Linked DNA regions of Mus musculus: regions 2 and 3 are each linked to region 1. A link is a contact called in public HiChIP or PLAC-seq and capture Hi-C data. All regions are on one chromosome and are shown on one strand. The core of a region is the stretch at or near the end of the contact, and the rest is flanking DNA. Distances in the headings are between cores, read along the strand shown. Region 1 overlaps Atp8b4 (ATPase, class I, type 8B, member 4). Region 2 overlaps Galk2 (galactokinase 2). Region 3 overlaps Galk2 (galactokinase 2).

Region 1 (3,298 bases), core at 376-2,875:
GCACACAGAGCTTGTCTATAACTGAACCAAGAGGCCGGCCTGGAAATGAACTCATGCTACCACTCTTCAGCGTAAGGCCCAGGTATTAGGCCACCAAGCAGAGGGAAGGCCAGACAGCAGTGCATGTCAATCCTGCAGGGGCTGGGGGAGCACAAGGAACTAGGCAGCTAAACACAGAGAAAACAGAACTACCTCAAACATTTTACACTACCTAAAAACTGGCTTTAACCAAGGAATCTTGATAGCTTTGGTGTATAAAGAACCACTCTCTGGAAAAACGGTGTTTTTCAATATGCTAAACAAAAACTAAAGGCGATGAATGAAACCTTCTCATTACAGAGCACTCCCCTCCTTCCCTCTCTCTTTCCTTTTCTCCATTTTTCCCTCTCCCTTTCTTCCTGACGTACGTACATACGTGTGTGTGTGTGTGTGTGTGTGTGTGTGTGTGTGTGTGTGTGTGCGCGCGCGCGCGCGCGCGCATGCGCTCATCATTATATAACCTGGCTGAAAACAATAGTCCACTTATAAACACATTTTGTTTAACTTTGAAAGAGATTCATGATGCCATTTATTATTATAAAATAAAAGAAAAATATTTTAAGTAAAAATAAAATCCTCATAAGTTTAAATGATAACAATGACCTTGTGAGAAACTCCAAACTCCAAACATGGGGTTTTTACAAATAGAAATTCCTCGCAATGCTAAAGACCTAATCAGTAGCTTATATGATGACATAAGCCCATTAGAACTGGCATTCTACTGTTCTCCTAAAAAATGTGATAATGTCTTTAATAGGAAGGTAAATTCCCACCCAGAAGACCTGTGGGTGACCAGGTTATAAATAACAGGTCTGTTGGCATGACCACAGTAGCTTCCATCATAGGAATACCGGCAGATGTCCCCTGCAGAAGGATGCCCAAGCCAGCCCCTGCATGTGAATATACCACTACATGTATAGATGAATTCCAGAAGAAAACAGAAAGTGAAGAATAGGTTAGCAGATGTTTCGACTTATGGCAAAATGAACTGTCTTCTTGATGTCCTGCCCAGTGTGGAAAGCATTTATTACAATGAGTTTATGCTGAAGATCCTCTGATGGGAGAGAATGGTCATATTAAAACAAGCATTATGCCTTCAGCTTTTGAGTTATTTAACATACAGTGATGCATATAAAAATGCATCACCAAGAGTTTATGTATGAACTACAAAAGCAGACCCAGAAGCAAAGGCAGGTCACCTTGTTTCCTGGCTCAACACTGCCCTCTGCTGTCCGGGACCAAAATCGTGCCTGCACTTAGACTTGTCACTCAGCCTTGGTTCCAAGGATGATATCAGACAGTTAGCAGGCAGTTTGCAGAAACAAACAAAAGGATGTGTAAGGTTAGAAGGCTGTTTGAAATGCACTGTGGGGAAGGAGACAGAGCAGGCACAGAGGATTACTGTTGCAAGCAGAAGGCTCCAATGTCCTCGGTAGATAAGCAACCCAATGAACGCTCATCATGGTCATGAAAACTGGCAGCGCCATCTGATGAATGGGAGAAATGATACCAGACATGAATGTGTGTCTCTGACGGCACTGCAGATCTCATAAACTGGGCTTTGAGAAGGCACTGAAGCAAAAAAAAAACATCTCCCAGGGTTTCCTGTTTGGTGAGGCTCCCATTTGCTGTGTAAATGACTCAACCTCTATTTCCCCCTTGCAAAACGAAAACATTCCAAGGGAGGGTGAAGTTCATGAACACACTGGCTGAAATTCTACTTATTTAGGAGCTTTCCCCAACAATGTCTCCCTAACATGTGACACAAGTCCCTTTCCAGGCAGAAAAAGAACAATTTTTATGCTCTGCTAAAATTGCTAATGCTCCCCCCACCCTCCAAGGCCTTCACTCCCTGCCAGACTGGAATGAGTGCACTGTAAGACCTGGGTGGGTGTTCATAGCTGTCCTTTCTCTTACTTCCTGGAACTCAGCTCTCCAAACACAAGCTGGTTCTTGCAAATGCAATTCATCAGGAAGGAAGAAAGCTACACATAGTACCTTTCGGTGAAGATGGACAGTGTGTGGGCATCCGACATTCTACTGGACCTCAGAATACAAACAGATGTGAAAAGAAGGGCTCTGCCTTCTAGGCTTTGTAATGAGGGCAGTTTAGTACAATGCTGTAATGCAGAACCATAGGCAGGGTTGAGTTGACTAGAGCACTCACAGCCCATACCATCTGAACACACTACAGCGGAGGGAGGGAGCGCTGTGCTCAGCCATGCATTCAGCCTGCAAAGGAGAGAGGGGGTGCGAGGGATGAGCCATTTTCCTCAGTCCTTTCCTGGCACTCTAGATGCAGGAAGTAAAAGAGATCTGTTAGGAAATAGATTTAAATTATGACATTATGTTTAAAGGAAAATAATTTGGACTTTGGTAAAAGGCCAGAGCTTTGAGCTTGCTTGTTCCTTGGAAACTTGGGTCTGCCTCTGACAGATTAGCTATCTGACTTTAGGCCACTTGATTAGTCCGGGGCAGATCCAGGACTCCAAATTCCTAGTTCTTGGTTATCAAAACAAATGGCTTTACATATACAGCCAGCCACAGGCTATCTCTAGGTTGGAGTAAGATATGCCACCAGAGAGTAATGAAGGAGACAGCACCGCCCTTCAGAGAGTGAGGAAGAAAGGAAGTGAGTGAACTTTTTAGTTCAAGCTTCCAGTTCATTGCCCCACAGACTGTTAAAGACGTCGATCCTTTATCGTCGATCAGAAATCGGGGACCGGCTCAGAGAGCGATCAACCCCCTGAAAACAGGGAACTGTGTGCACCAAAATGCACATCAGAAGTCAAAATGTAATGCTTTAGAGTGTTACAATTTATGAGAAGAAACCTGACCTACTAAAACAGTTTACTCGGGATAACAGAACTTGAGCATTCAAACCTATTTGGTCGCTACTGTCATTAATGACTCTATGATATCACAGTCAGTGTTATGTTCTGCTCCACGAAAGGACTCCTAACTGGCCAATATCTTATAAACAGCCTACATCACACAGCTAATTTTCAGTACCTGCCCCAAGAGCCATTTACAAGAGGTACCAGTGATTAAAGATTTTACTGCTTAGAGAGGGGCTATAGAGTCCTAGTGTCTCTGCGTGGGTACTTGGAGGCAGCTGGGTCATTTAATGAATTTTTCTGAGAACAAAACATGGTGGCTCAGAAATGAAACACTGGATGCGTTATCTTGTCTGACTGATCAAAACCTCATTGTCTATTTTCCTTGCAGCAGAAGATACATGCTCTGTTAAAATGACAGA
Region 2 (3,298 bases), core at 534-3,033, 430 kb before region 1:
TAAAATGAGTGCATAAAAGCTTAAATGTTTTTCTGAATCCTAATAAATTATTGTTTCCTCTGTTGCTTTTCTTCCAATAGGCCAAGTTAATAGAATTTAGCCCTCTGAGAGCGACTAATGTGAAGCTCCCCAGTGGGGCAGTCTTTGTGATTGCCAACAGCTGCATGGAAATGAACAAGGCGGCCACTTCACATTTCAATGTCAGGGTGATGGAGTGTCGACTGGCGGCAAAGGTACGGATGTGGCAAACCAATGGAACTTGCAGCATGCCTATTCTTCCCTTGCTTGTCCTCTATGGTTTGTAGTTTCCTCCACTTCAGAGCAGCACCCTGACTGCAGCCACAGCATTCTCACTGCAAGTCTTTGTATCTGGAGCAATCTGATTCCTAACAGATAAACAATAGCTGGATCTTCTGTTCTCTTCTTGTTCTTTAGAAACTGAATGAACTTCACAACTGAGTGTTCTGGGATGCACTGGGGAAGACTGGACAATGGCCATTTGTGATGGATAGGCCAGAATAGAAGCAGACATTTTCTTAAGGGCAAATCCATGTGAGTTTGTTTCATAGGTGGAGAAAGACAATTGAAGAAATGACAGCAACTGATCTTATTTTCCCAGCAGGGGTCTTGGCAGCCTTGCCCTTCCCTCCATCCCATCGGACACTTCATTTGTGCATTAGGACATTACCAGTATCTCAGAATGTAGTTGTGCTGGCATCCCTGTGAGCTCGGAAGGACGATTTCTTTATGTCTGCTAGGGAGATACCTACCAGCAGGAAGGCAAGGTAGTTTTGTGTTCTGCAGGGTAGAACCTTTGGCAGTTAAGGCTTAGCTCTATTAAGGAAGTCTGTATTGAGTCACCATTGTGCAGTGTGCAGCAGGCATGGCGGGGGTTCCGTTCATAGGACCAGAGAGAATGGAGTTAAAATTCAGAGGCCGACAGGAAGCAGGTAGTATGTAATCAGTAGTGAGCAATGTGATACGCTAAAGGACAAAGACATGACCCATCACACAGTGCCCAGAATGGCATGTGGCTTCACCAGGAACATGCAGAAGACAGGCTGGACCCAGGGTATAATGAAAAAACATTATAGACCTCTCAAGTGAGCATGTCCACATATGCTCAGCCCCCACCTCCCCAAAAGCCTTTTACTCTTCAATCGGTCAAATGGTGTGTAGCAGCCCCAGTATCCTCTTCTGTACTGTTCCTCAGATCTGTTTGTCTTCTTCCCACTCATTCTACAAATGATGGCTGACATGATGGCTTAGACATTTTACCTGATGAAGTACCTCTCCCCCCTTCCCCCTTTGTTTACCACTGCCCCAAAGTTCCCCATTGCTTTGGAATAAAGTAAAAGAAGCCTTGTACTGAACTGAGTTGAGCAGCCAGTAGTTGGGAAGGAACTGTCAGGCAGTGGAGGAATTCACTCTTTGAACCATCACAGAAAAAGTAACTTATGGTATACAGTTCAAGAAGGAAGTGGTCCAGGCAGGGACTTCAGTCCCACCGACAGCATGGGGGGCTGTTAGCTGGGGTGATGGATCGGTTGGGCTTCCTCCATTTAGGAGACTAGTTGACTTAGGGTGAGTTTCTTTGTGTGCCCTTTCCTGGCCTGTAATCTCTGTCCTGAGAAGGGCAGTCCAGGCTGGCTGGGTACTTTACCTGCACCCATGTAATTTTTAGTTGTGCAATCTCTGCCATGCAAATAAGGGAAGTGCTGGCTGCATAGTTCAGTCCTGGTCCAAGGCTCAGGCCACAGGCCTCCAGGCTGAAGTTCTATGGTATTAGATTACAGCATTCCAGACTGGCAGTTTAGGATTCCTGGACCATGCTAGTGAAAGTTCTCTAATGGGAACCAGCCCTATTTGTTGATCTCTTATTAAGTGTCCTCCCCCATACTTGACTATCCCTGTAAGGCCTAAGGCTGGTATATCTTACCTCAGCATCTCCTAGTATCCCCTGCAGTCACAAGGGCATGGCTACCACCCTCAAGGGCCTTCCCACATGTTCAGTACAGTTTTGTTTTGTTTTTATTTAGCCTTCTTTGAAATATTTCTAAATGACCCTCAAAGAAGCCTTACTTCCTTATTTATAAGGTAAGCAGAGATCTCGCTACAGTTTGTAGCACTTATACTTCTTAGGTATGTAGAGGGATCCCCATACTTGTAGAGAGAAAGAATTGGGACAGAGTAGTCATTCCTTCATTTAATAGATGTTCATCCTAGGCTCATGTCAGCCAGTTAGGGACACAAAAATTAACAAGATGGATGCAGTTCATATCTCAGGTAAAACAGAATGTGGAAGTGGAGAGACATGTTAAACAAATGCCCATTTCCGGAAAGCACTGTTGACTTGTAGTCGTCCTCTGCCCCTGGCTATGCTTTCTCTTCTGCAGTAATCCCCCAGCCTTGGCAGGAGGGTGTGATACCGATGTAGTATTTAGGGATGAGTGTTCCAAAGTCTGCTATTCTCTGCACCTCTATCAGTTGTGGGACTCTGCAGTGATCATCATCTATTTCTGCTATTATTTTACTAACTGGGTGGGGTAATAAACTGACTCCTATTGACTTACTATGAAAGCATCCGTAGCTCTCATAGAGTCTTCTATTTGACTCCTGCTTTATAAGGCTGTCAAGTTCAAAGAGTACAGCTACAGCAATTTAGGAAAAGTAAGTTTTTGTTGTTTTGTTTTTTTCTTCCTGGAAAATTTGGGGATTGAACTTCTTTTTTTTTTTTAAATAAAGATTTAAATTTCTAAATTTTAGTCTACTCATTGAGATAATTATTAAAATTGTGAAGGGAGATGTAATATTAAGCTTCATAGCACCTTGGCAGTACACAGATGGAGCAGAAGCAGTGCTTGTTCAATGACCATTTCCTGCTGGGACACACTTCCTCTTTGGGAGGTGGCAGCCCCAGGGTTCTCCCTGAGGGATTACTCACTGCTGTTTCTACCTTGAGGTTGATGAGTAAGTGCTGGTGTCCTGAGGAGACTCCAGACATATACAACTTTATTTTCTGGCTCTTAACACGGAATTCTAGCCTCTCTGCCAGAGCCACAGTGACCTGGAACAAGTGTGATGCATGTGACAGCTTCGTGTTGTGACTGCTCCCTTCTAAAGACACAGGAAGAATCCGGAGCTAGCCTGTATCTCTGAAACAGTAGTGAGACTGCCAGGCCCTTTGGGGAATGTCTTCAGAGAGCTGACTAGAAGAGAGGGCATGTCTTTTGTAGCTGAGGTTTTTAATCAAATTCAGAGCCTCTTATTATTGCGGATGTCTCCTGAGGACCTTGTG
Region 3 (3,298 bases), core at 206-2,705, 390 kb before region 1:
CACTGTGAGAGGTGTTCTAGGAAGGATGACTGAATATGCATGTGAGGTTTTAAAGTATGCATTTATGCCTGGAGAATTTCACACAAGGATTTTGATCTTATCTGCCTCTCTCTTCTCTTTCCTTCTCCAACTCCTCCCAGATACTGTGCCCAGTCATGTTCTCCTCCTAACTTTGTATCCTCCTTCCCTTTATATAACCCACTGAGTCCAATCAGCGCTGTCCAGTTGCACATGGGCATAAAAGTGACTCAACAGAGGCCATACCCTGGCCTAAGGAAGAAGAATCAGCTCTCTTCCAGGATGGTGGACTTCTGTTTGAAAATCAAGTGAAATTTAAATAGGGACACCTGGAAAAAACCGAGCCAAGGACTGGCTACATAAAACCTTAGGGAAGCCAGGGTAATTAATTGTGTTAGGTTGATAATGACAGTGTATCCTTATTTTATGAAGAGTTATAGTTAAATAGGTAAAGAGAAAATTTAGGTCATGTATAATCTTTCTAAAATGCTTCATCAGGATAGGAGTTGACACACATAAGGAAGGTGATAGCCTGTGCTGCTGTAAGTCTCTGCTGTGCTATCTGTGTAGACCAATCCTACTGACATCTAATGTTTTCACACCACAGCAGTTGCAGGGACCTCTCACCCAATCAGCACTGCTCTGCACTCACAGAAGTGTGACTTCATGGTCTCCCTTGATGAAGCTGTAAGCTACAATAGGCCTGGAAACTCAAGGTTCTTAATTCATGGGACATGGTGTTGATTTTACTAACTGTGGGAGGTGATGTCATTCAAAAGTAAAACTGAAACATATGGAACCTTAAAGTTGATATTTTAAAGTTTTTTTTTCAACTTTAATTTTTGTGTTTTATTTTTGTTTGTTCCTATTTTATTCTTAAAAAAACTTTGAAATTATAATTACATAATTTCCCCTTACATTTCCTACCCTTAAACTGTCCCATATACTCATCCTTGCTCTCTCTCTCTCGAATTCATGGCCTCCTTTTCCATTAATCGTTGTTGCATACATATGTATGTGTGTGTACTCATAAATACATAAATGTAAGCTGCTATGTTACGTCCTTGTCTTTTAACTTCAAACTTTATAAAATAGAATAATATTATAGTACAGTTGCTAACGTCTGTTTCTTTTTTTTCATGATGTCCATTCTACAACTTGTGTTGTATTAAACATGTATGAAAAAAGCAATTGGCACCCATCTTGGGAACATGTGTATTAGTTCCTTTTTTGTTGCTGTTTAACATGGTTAAAACACCATGACCAAAAACAACTTAGAGAAGAGAATTTATTTTGGCTTATGGTTGTAGAGAGTCCATAATGGCTGTTCACCTCTTCTCTGCACAGGAAGCAGAGGAGAAGCAGGAAGTGGACAAGGTTATAAATAAGTCCCCAAAGCCTGCCCCCAGTGATGGAGTTCCTTCATCAGGATTTCTTAAGAATTTTATAACTTCTCCAAATGTGCCATCAACTGTCACATGAGCCTTTTGGGGAATCAGACCATGACATATGTCAGTTTGCCTTCCTTTTTCCTTTCTGACTTGGAGATGTTGGTGAGTAGCTGCCAACATTCCCCATGCTGTTTCTTCAAATGATGTGGTTCTGGAGAGGCTTGCTGCCAGTGTTTTGTTGGTAAAGATTTCCCCTACTCCTTGGGATGTTTTGACACTGTCCTAGAATAAACCATTTCCTATTTCTGTGGAGCTGGCTGTGGGGACAGCGAATTGATAGCATAGTGTGGGTGACTCACATGACCTGGCTATCAATGGAACAAAACATGTTTTGTGTCTCTCCACTTATATTTAACCAGTGGCTTCCATCTATCTATCTATCTTTCTTTCTTTCTTTCTTTCTTTCTTTCTATCTATCTATCTTTCTTTCTATCTTTCTATCTATCTATCTATCTATCTATCTATCTATCATCTATCTATCTATCTATCATCTATCTATCTATCTATCTATCATCTATCTATCTATCTATCTATCATCTATCTATCTATCTATCTATCTATTTTCAACCACATTAGGTGTCAGCAGTTACAGATTTAGTAATAAAGGGAACCCTGCTGGCTGTTCCCTTCCCTCTGTCTCGATCCTCAGTTAAACTGTCAATGGTAGCTCCTTGGCTTCCTTCTCTTCTTAAACAAAACAACAGCAAGTCCAGATGAAAGTAGTTTGATTTTGAACTGGGGTTAAAAGTAAAAGTGTAAAAAAAAAAAAAAAGTAAAAGTAAAAGTCCCATTTTTATCATAATTAACCCTAAACACCACTGGACTCTGCCATGAAAGGCACCGCTGAGGTGATATGGAGTGAGCATTGCTTTCGGGGTGCATGGAGCTAAGAAATTCAAGGTGGTGGTGCTACTTCAGGACTCTTTGAAACCTTTGCTGAGCTCTGAGAATTAACCACGATGAGGAGTGCATAGGACCAGATGAGAGCGTAGACTTCGAGCATGGTACAAAGTCAATGATTTCCAGCTGAGCCCCTCCTGGCCCCAAGGATGATGTAAGATGTAATCCGAGCCTTCAGAATGAAGTCAAGTTTTGACATTGAGAGAGAGGGCAAGAAGTGGTTCCTGTGTGTGATGAATGAGTATATCCAGAAGCAAAGACTGTTAGAGCAACTGCAGATGGGGCAGTTTGGCTGAAGGAAGAGGTCCCTCTGGGGCCGAGCATGGACTATGGTAAACAGTGGGAAAATGGCTGTGGACTGAGGAGTAACTGACACAAGTGCCCTGTGCGGGGGAGCTTAGCCTGTCAGTGTTGACTCAAATGCAGTTTAAAGAAAGGCGTGACCAAGACAAAGATATTATGTTACAGCCAAGGGATAACTCTTTGTGATTATTCTCTTCCCTCACATTTCTTGCTAATTTTCTCTCATCCTTTAGCTTTAAAACAGCAAGGAGCCCCCTGGTGTGATCCCTACTGATGAGCTGGTGGGGCTGAGTGCAGAACTCAGGGTATAGACAGAAGCAGCGGTCACAGAAGTCCTCACAGTAGGGACAGCCTACAAGGACACAGAATGGTCATGCAGAGAGGAAATTTCTCTCCCAGTTCTCAAAGAACAAAGCCAGAGGTTCCTGAGAAGTAAATCTCATTTCTGAGCCCAGGAAATAGAGCCCATGAGGTAGCAAATTGGGGCACAGCTGGTTGTCACAGCTGATGGACCTCTGCAATCACATCCTGCTCTCTCCTAGTGGCTCACCTGAGATCCACCACACCAACTCCCACTCTAGTCTGAGTGTTTCATATCCTCAGGAAGGCCTCCCTCCATTGCTACC

What was found. HiChIP or PLAC-seq counts read pairs in DNA pulled down with a chosen protein or histone mark. Capture Hi-C pulls out chosen DNA fragments and counts their contacts.
Region 2: a contact with region 1 is called in a capture Hi-C map of embryonic stem cells, with 7 times the contacts expected there. The contact joins two enhancer-like sites. A contact is called at or near these places in 1 of 15 datasets of contacts at CTCF or cohesin (large pre-B cells), 10 of 484 Hi-C or Micro-C datasets (the 3T3-L1 cell line, bone marrow-derived macrophages, embryonic stem cells and 1 more), 2 of 115 datasets of contacts at active chromatin or transcription factors (the NIH/3T3 cell line and vascular smooth muscle cells) and 1 of 9 other capture datasets (embryonic stem cells).
Region 3: an H3K4me3 HiChIP or PLAC-seq map of bone marrow-derived macrophages shows a contact between it and region 1, with 9 times the contacts expected there. The contact joins two enhancer-like sites. A contact is called at or near these places in 1 of 484 Hi-C or Micro-C datasets (bone marrow-derived macrophages), 2 of 115 datasets of contacts at active chromatin or transcription factors (bone marrow-derived macrophages and heart atrium) and 1 of 9 other capture datasets (embryonic stem cells).

Annotation. Positions count from the first base shown.
Region 1 is chr2:126,361,941-126,365,238 of GRCm38.p6, forward strand. The region is part of intron 20 of Atp8b4 (ATPase, class I, type 8B, member 4); the gene reads right to left. Among named protein-coding and RNA genes, the nearest start is that of Atp8b4, 130 kb to the right of the region's middle. Within about 2 kb of position 1,626, at least 63 of the 459 cell types and tissues checked have an H3K27ac peak or open chromatin away from gene starts, as enhancers often do. A contact at or near this core is called in the NIH/3T3 cell line and bone marrow-derived macrophages, where this site is marked.
Region 2 is chr2:125,931,173-125,934,470 of GRCm38.p6, forward strand. It overlaps Galk2 (galactokinase 2), which reads left to right. Exons shown (of 10, transcript NM_001291002.1): 7 at 81-233. Among named protein-coding and RNA genes, the nearest start is that of Galk2, 67 kb to the left of the region's middle. Within about 2 kb of position 1,784, at least 43 of the 459 cell types and tissues checked have an H3K27ac peak or open chromatin away from gene starts, as enhancers often do. A contact at or near this core is called in the NIH/3T3 cell line, where this site is marked.
Region 3 is chr2:125,970,801-125,974,098 of GRCm38.p6, forward strand. All of the region lies in intron 8 of Galk2 (galactokinase 2), which reads left to right. Among named protein-coding and RNA genes, the nearest start is that of Fgf7, 62 kb to the right of the region's middle. Within about 2 kb of position 1,456, at least 32 of the 459 cell types and tissues checked have an H3K27ac peak or open chromatin away from gene starts, as enhancers often do. A contact at or near this core is called in bone marrow-derived macrophages, where this site is marked.